2 separate regions of the Mus musculus genome follow, and region 1 is linked to region 2. The links are chromatin contacts, called in public HiChIP or PLAC-seq maps. All regions are on one chromosome and are shown on one strand. The core of a region is the stretch at or near the end of the contact, and the rest is flanking DNA. Distances in the headings are between cores, read along the strand shown.

The links. HiChIP or PLAC-seq counts read pairs in DNA pulled down with a chosen protein or histone mark.
Region 1: an H3K27ac HiChIP or PLAC-seq map of heart atrium shows a contact between it and region 2, with 12 read pairs. The contact joins two enhancer-like sites. A contact is called at or near these places in 2 of 484 Hi-C or Micro-C datasets (bone marrow-derived macrophages and liver) and 6 of 115 datasets of contacts at active chromatin or transcription factors (astrocytes, embryonic stem cells, extraembryonic endoderm stem cells and 3 more).

What each region holds. Positions count from the first base shown.
Region 1 is chr10:42,246,204-42,249,639 of GRCm38.p6, forward strand. All of the region lies in intron 2 of Foxo3 (forkhead box O3), which reads right to left. Gm38485 (a long non-coding RNA gene) reads right to left here. Exons shown (of 2, transcript XR_380269.1): 2 at 1,233-1,583. Among named protein-coding and RNA genes, the nearest start is that of Gm38485, 27 kb to the right of the region's middle. Within about 2 kb of position 1,413, at least 46 of the 459 cell types and tissues checked have an H3K27ac peak or open chromatin away from gene starts, as enhancers often do. A contact at or near this core is called in heart atrium and liver, where this site is marked.
Region 2 is chr10:42,088,069-42,091,417 of GRCm38.p6, forward strand. No RefSeq gene overlaps it. Among named protein-coding and RNA genes, the nearest start is that of Gm40630, 7.8 kb to the left of the region's middle. Within about 2 kb of position 1,778, at least 187 of the 459 cell types and tissues checked have an H3K27ac peak or open chromatin away from gene starts, as enhancers often do. A contact at or near this core is called in heart atrium and liver, where this site is marked.

The DNA.
Region 1 (3,436 bases), core at 163-2,662, 160 kb after region 2:
GGGTCCCCAATAAAGGAGCTAGAGAAAGCACCCAAGGATCTGAAGGGGTTTGCAGCCCCATAGGAGGAACAACAATATGAACTACCCAGTACCCCCAGAGCTCCCAGGGACTAAGCCACCAACTCAAGAAAACACATCCTAAGCTTGGGAGGCATTCTTCCAAGTAAAGGAAGACCTTAGGAAAGAAAACCAAGGACAGGATGGCAGGCTTAAACAGAGAGAAGGGAGCAGCCAGACCTGGGAGAGGAACCGGGACTAACAGCACAAAGATACCTTACATGGATCTTCAAGCATTTGTCCCCTCTTAATGCAAAGTCAATGCCTAGCAAAATTATGATGCTTGTCCCTAACAATATAACAGGGCAAGAGGCAACGCCATGTCCTATCCCTAACACTGTGAACAAAAGCCAAGCACAGCAGGACATGGCTATAACCTTGGCACACGGCAGGAGGTCAGGAGTGTGGGGTGGGGTTGAGAAGGTAAGCCAGTAAGCAGCAAGCCACTGGAAGGCCACTCACCCCCATGCAGAGAGGCATGCTGGGAAGGAGAGGGAAGGCCCTCAGGCAAGGTCTCCAGCACTAGGCCTTGTCAATGAACTGCCTTCCCTCCAGAAAAATACACTTCGGTGAGAAAGAGAAAACAGTAAAAATTACAGGACTATAAAAACTTCCTTAAATAGCTTCAATTGGGGGGGGGGGGTCCTTTGGAACCTACTGGTTTTCATTAGGCCCTTATAAAACAAAACCTCAGGTTGTATTTCATGCAAAACAATGGACGCGCTTAGAAAATTAATACAACATGATAGGCATCAATGTTTTTAGCGTGACTGTTTAAATTTAGCTCAAGTTCAAGAACGAGAGGTGAGTGTTACAAGAAATCTCTTTGCACTCTCCCTCCTTTAGAAACATTTCCAGTATTCCTGAAAAATCAATGTACATTTCACAGCTCTACCTAAAAACACTGTGATCATACTCATGGACGCAGCAGAGAGGCTATGGTTTTGGACTCACCAGCTTGTAACTAGACAAGGGTTTGCAAACCCCAGCTACTTAGGGGAGAGGAGGAGGCAGGGGTGTGGCCCAGAAAAAGATATCTGCCCTTGAATAGCTTCACATATCAGAGCAACAAGCTGTTCTCTTTGCCGGCAGTGCTGTCCGTCCGGAGACTCTCTATGAAAACACCTTAGATTATAAGTGACTGTGACAAATTACACATTCCCTGATACATAGGCTGATGTGCATGCTTTTAAGGTTTTATTAGGACATTAAAACAAAACAAAAAAACCAAAACAACAACAAAACCAGATGCCACTGGCTCTACAAAACTTGGCTATAGACAATCCCACAGCACTGGGCTGGCAGCAGTCATGTTTGGAGAGAGCTAGAGCCCTTCCAGATGCAACAGGGCTGCCGTGAGGACAGCAGACACGCCCGTGCTTGGCTGTTCCGTTCTAGCCATTCCCAGGTCAGTCAGCTGAGACAACCAGACCCACAGGTTCATGAGACTCTCGAGATGAAGACGACCAGGGCCACCACTGCCACCGAGTGAGGATTCCAAATCTATGGCTTTTGAGTTCAGAAAGCTGTAAGATAGAAGAAACAGTGCACCTGAAACCCAAAGCAGGAAAATCAAGGAGAGGCCAAGGCAAGTCTAGAGAGTGGACTGGGGCAGACGGTTTGCCCTGAGACAAGCCTATCACCACTGGCAGGGGGGTCACCCAGAGACTTGACAAGTTATTTGGTTTGTTTGTTTGTTTGTTTTAATTTGACTTCTAAAACTCGGGAGCACTGCCGGTTCCCCAGTTCCACAGCTTTCTGAGGCAGGCAGAGGCGGGGTCTCTTTCTTTCCCCTTTCCTTCTTTCTGGAGTTTTTAAAATGCATCTGTCTTCACCTTTTTATAAAACATTCTGCTTAAACTGCCCTTTGATCCCACTTAAAACTAACTTTTCAACAACTTTGGGGAAGGAAGAAGAAGAAAGAAGAGGTCTGCCATCTTTCCTCAGAGCTCTAACTAAGCTCATGAAGAGAAGTCAAAGGACCTCCACTGACTCGAGACAGCAAGGCAAAGCTGTTTGCTTTTCCACTGTATGCCAATATTGAATTTACTTAAGACCAGTTAACCTTCTAGCGACCTCCTCTCACTCTCTATTTAAAAACCAGTTAGATCTAGACTCTCCACATGCCTGATTTCATAATCAGCATCTTTTGATAAACTAGGAAATAAAAAGAACGTCTTGTTACTGTGGTGTGTGAGCCTCTCTTCTAGGAAAAAAAACTGGATCCAGCGTGTGTTCCATTAGGAGAGCAAGCTGGATCTTTAGACACTGGTGTTGCCTGGACACAGAGAACCTGAACTTTCAAACAAACATTCAATGGTAATATTCCCAATAGCTAGATTGCCCACTAAATGATACATTCCTAAGCATACATGCATCTCTCCATGGGTGCGCTGCAGGAACATTCTGACAGTATGGAGAGGGAGACTAAGCCCCAGGGAGCCATGTACACTGTGCCTCTCCTCCTCCTGCTCTCTTGGTTAATACCACGCCAGCCACATTCAAAGCCTTCCAACAAATGGCTTCTCAAAGACTCAGGATACACACAGCCCATGTGCAACTGACCCCAATTGCCAACAGCTAAACTCATGACATTGTCTTTCACCATGCACAGTTGCTTAGACAGCTGTGAGACCCGAGCACCACAGTCCAAAGAATCCAGAGGATAAAGGTTCTCTTTCCACGATCTGTCTTCCCTAGAAAATCCCCCAGTACGGATAGAAGTCTGTCCTTAAGATAAAAGCTGGAGGTCAACTTAAGATAAGCTACATTCTTGCTTACTACTTAGTAAGGACTATAAGTGAATGGAGAAGAAAGACTATTTAAATCATGGTAACAAATAAAGTTAAAATAGACCCGTGAGCACAAGCCAGCTGACCCTGTAGGAAAGGGATGACTCCCCTGCAATAAACAGTCTTAAAACACTACTTCTTCAGTTACACAAAGAAATCCCATTTCTAAACTTTCTTTCATTTTAGATCAGCTTTATGGGGTATAATTCATACAAACAGAAAGTAAACACTGTAGGCCTGTAGTTACACACGCCAGCGCAGCTACCACCACAATAACACACTGGATTTTATTTCTCCCCACAAGATGCATGTATGCCTTTACTGCAACCAGCCATCTCCCACCCCACCCCTGGCAACCACAGACCTACTGTCTGTTGCCATGGTTAGCTCCAGCTTCCTAGGATCTCTCAGAAGCAGATCCAGGAGCCGTATCCCACCACCTCAGACATTTCTGTCAGTGTGTTTCTGAGCTCTGTCCATGCTCCGGGTCGGTGGCTTGCTTCATATTACCCTGCTGAGGACTGTTCTCTTTATATTATCACACCGTGCTTTCCCCAGCCTTTTCTTGATGGTGCTTTAAAAGGGTG
Region 2 (3,349 bases), core at 528-3,027:
CTGCTGAGCCTTTCACCTGAGTTCTAGGGATTGGAACTCAAATCCCCATGCTTGCAAGGCAGGCAATTCACTGGCTGAGCCATCTCCCCAGCCTGTGCTTATGGTTTCAAGGGAACTTTATCAGGGTCCAGCTTATACCTCTCTGTTCTACCAAAGCTGTTGTGAGACAGGTTATACCACGCCAGGTCCACAGCCAGCAGAAACTAAGCCTCTTTGTGCAACTGAGGGCAGTTCTACTGGCTCTGGTGTGGTCCCCCTGCCTATTCCTGAGTTAATTGCTTTGCTGAGCTTCACCAGCTGTAGGTCAGGTGGCCAATTCCTGAGTCAAGAGTGGATGTAGCTCCCTGAGTGATCTGCGACCTGACAGTGGAGTTGGTGGTAACTCCCAAGCAGGAAGGTGGGGTGTAGTTACATTAATGAGTGCCTGGACAGATGAAAGGGAAAGTGTCTATGTTTCTGGTCAAATCCAGTGCCTAATTTCACACACCTTAGAGGTACTTAGAAGACCGCCATCTTCCCTTGCTGGTCTTCCATGACGCTGCTTCTGCATGCTCTTGCTCCTGCCATCCAGCTGCCTTGGCAAGAGTCTGAGCTTGGGGGCTGGAGGTAAGAGCCATTGCTCCCGGGCGTCTGTCCTTTGCTCCTACCTCCCAGGTTGCCACAGGGTTGAGCATCCTGATTCTTCCCTGTGTCACTGCGATTCTGGAAAAGACGCTCTGCCACCCTGAGTCACAGTTTTCTCAGCTGCAGATAGGGTTAGTGATGTCCCTTTGACCTCTTTCAGGAGACAGAAAGTGGGTGGCGCGTGGCAGCCCCAGACTTGTGTCTCCTCCTTAAGGCTGGGACAGCTCTAAAGAAACTTTACAGAGTAGGGTGTTTGTTTGTTTTGCTTTGTTTTTAGTATTTGTTTGTTTTGAACAGTTTCGGTGCTCGGAACGATTAAAGGAAATGCTTTAAAAAGTGTCTGGCAGTCTGTGCTCTAAAGACCACTGCCTCTGAGCCCAGACAGATCAGTCGCAGCTCTGGCCCCCGCTCCAAGTGTTTGTGTGTTTAACTTCTCAAGGGTTTCCACTGAGGGGAACAAAAGCCCAGAAGTTTCCCTGAAACCCTTTGGCTTAATCCTCCCAAGAGTCACTGAAGCCTCTCAGGATCGATCCAGGAAGTGGAGGACACTTCTCAAGACTTTGCTTTCAAGTCTGCTGCCTGTTCCTTCTCAACAACGCACTTGAGGTTTTTGCTTCCTTTTTTTCTTTGTATGCTCCAGTGCCAACACAGCACTGAAGTTCAGGATGGTGTCTAGGGTCACAGTGGCAGGAAGTGGCTAAACAGGGAGGCATCTTTGCAGAATCTTCCCTCCTTCTACAGAGAGAGAGAGAGAGAGAGAGAGGGAGAGAGAGAGAGAGAGAGAGAGAGAGAGAGAGGCAGGCAAGAACAGCAGCCCCACCCCTCCTGGCACAGGTGCAAACCGCAGGCTGGAGCAGCACCAGATGCCTTGATGACGTCACATGTGTGGAGCCAGAGCTGTGCCTGACTTGGGGTTCAGTTGGATTGAAGGCTGGAACACGAAGGAACAGACAGTTTTAAGGGAACCAACCAGCAGATGAAATGTGTAGCTGGTTGGGGTAAGAAGAATGACATTTTTAAAAAGAAGGAAAAACAAAAATCCAACTGTTTTTTGTGGATGAAAGTTCCTGGAAAGGAGATGAACCTGCTTGCCCACAGCAAGGACCTCAGCAGCTGCGCCGGAGAGACTGGAATGTTCCAGGTCCTGAGCCAAATTACTTTGGGCCAATCATTAGCCTCTTTAACAGCCTTTGCTTGCCCTTCTGTATGCGTCCCAGCAGCTCTGGGGCCCTTAGGTAAGTCTGTCTTCCACCAAGCACAAGGCTGAGAGTCCATCAGCTGCTGTCTGAGGCCCATGTCTGCTGTGCCTTTGTCCTTCTGGGACCTGCCTGCCCGCGTGTATGAAAAGGGTCTTGATTAATGATTCCCTTTGTTCTGGTACTATAAAGCTTCCGGGAACAGTTACTCTATCCGAACATTATGTATGTAAAACAAACAAACAAAAACAAAACAGAGAACTCTGTTCCCAAGCCGTGGCCATCCCTGTAGGCTCCAGAATAAACTCTCTCTCATCCCCTTTGAGTGAGAGCTATGCTTCTTCACAGACGCTTTAAACCAGATCCAGCCGATTAGAAAAGGGTGGTTTGGGTAGGATGGCTAAAGATGCCATGTGGGCTGGGGAATGCAGCTTTGTGTTAGAACAACCAGCTTGCACAAGGCCCTTGGAGCCAGCCCCAGCAGCAAACAAACAAACTGAAAAAGTACTTAATATGTAGCTTTTGTTTGGTCCACTTAGGAAATCCTAGCAGAGATTTAATGGTATGATGTGGCTTCTTTCTTACTTCAACTTTAAAAAAAATGATTTATTGGTTTATTTTTGCATGTGTACACTTGCCATCCCCCACCCCACCTCACCCCTGCATGTGTGTGTGTGTGTGCACATGTGCATGTGTAAGTGCATGTGTGTGAATGAGTGCATGTGTGTGTGTGCACGCGTGTGTGCGTGCATGTGTGTGTGCATGTGTGTGTATGTGTGTGTGTGTATAAGTACAGACACATGTGGAAGTCAAGGGACAAATTGTGGGGACTGGGTCTCTCCTTCCACCATGTGGGTGCTGGAGATCAAACTCAGGCCTGGGTAGAAGCAGTCTCCACACTGAGCCATCTCCTAGCAGTAGGATTTCCTACATCTGTTTTCCTTTGCACAGATACCCCCCCCCTCAGCCAGCCATGTTGTCCTAGCACATCTGCCGAGATGAAATCCCCATGGCCTCTGGGTCCTGGTTTTTGTTTTGTTTACACCTGAGCCTTCCTGCCTCTGCCTTCCACTCACCTGCCTGCCTCTGTTCCTGTAGCTGGCTCCCTCATCACTTGGTCGCTCCGTTCTATAGAAAGTGCCACCCACCACCCACTGAGCACTCCTTGACAGGCCTAGAACTCCTGGTGTACACCTTGATTCCCAAACCCTGTCTACCAGCTTGCCAGCGAGTTTATCATGCCTTTACACAGAACACCGTACTCACCTGACCAAGCACAGGAGTCCTAGGGCTCCTGACGCTAGGCCCGACCTGCCTTCGGGTCAGGAGAATCCACAAACGTGATCCCTTCTCTGACCATCGAGTGTTCAGTGAATGAAAACTCCTAAGTCTTCTCCAATCAAAACACATGGATTTGGTTTTTCAGAGCCTAAGAACAAGTAACCTCAGGGTTAAAAGCCCTGGCCTGCTCTTCCAGAGGTCCTGAGTTTGATTCCCAGCAACCACATGAAGGCTCACAACCATGTATA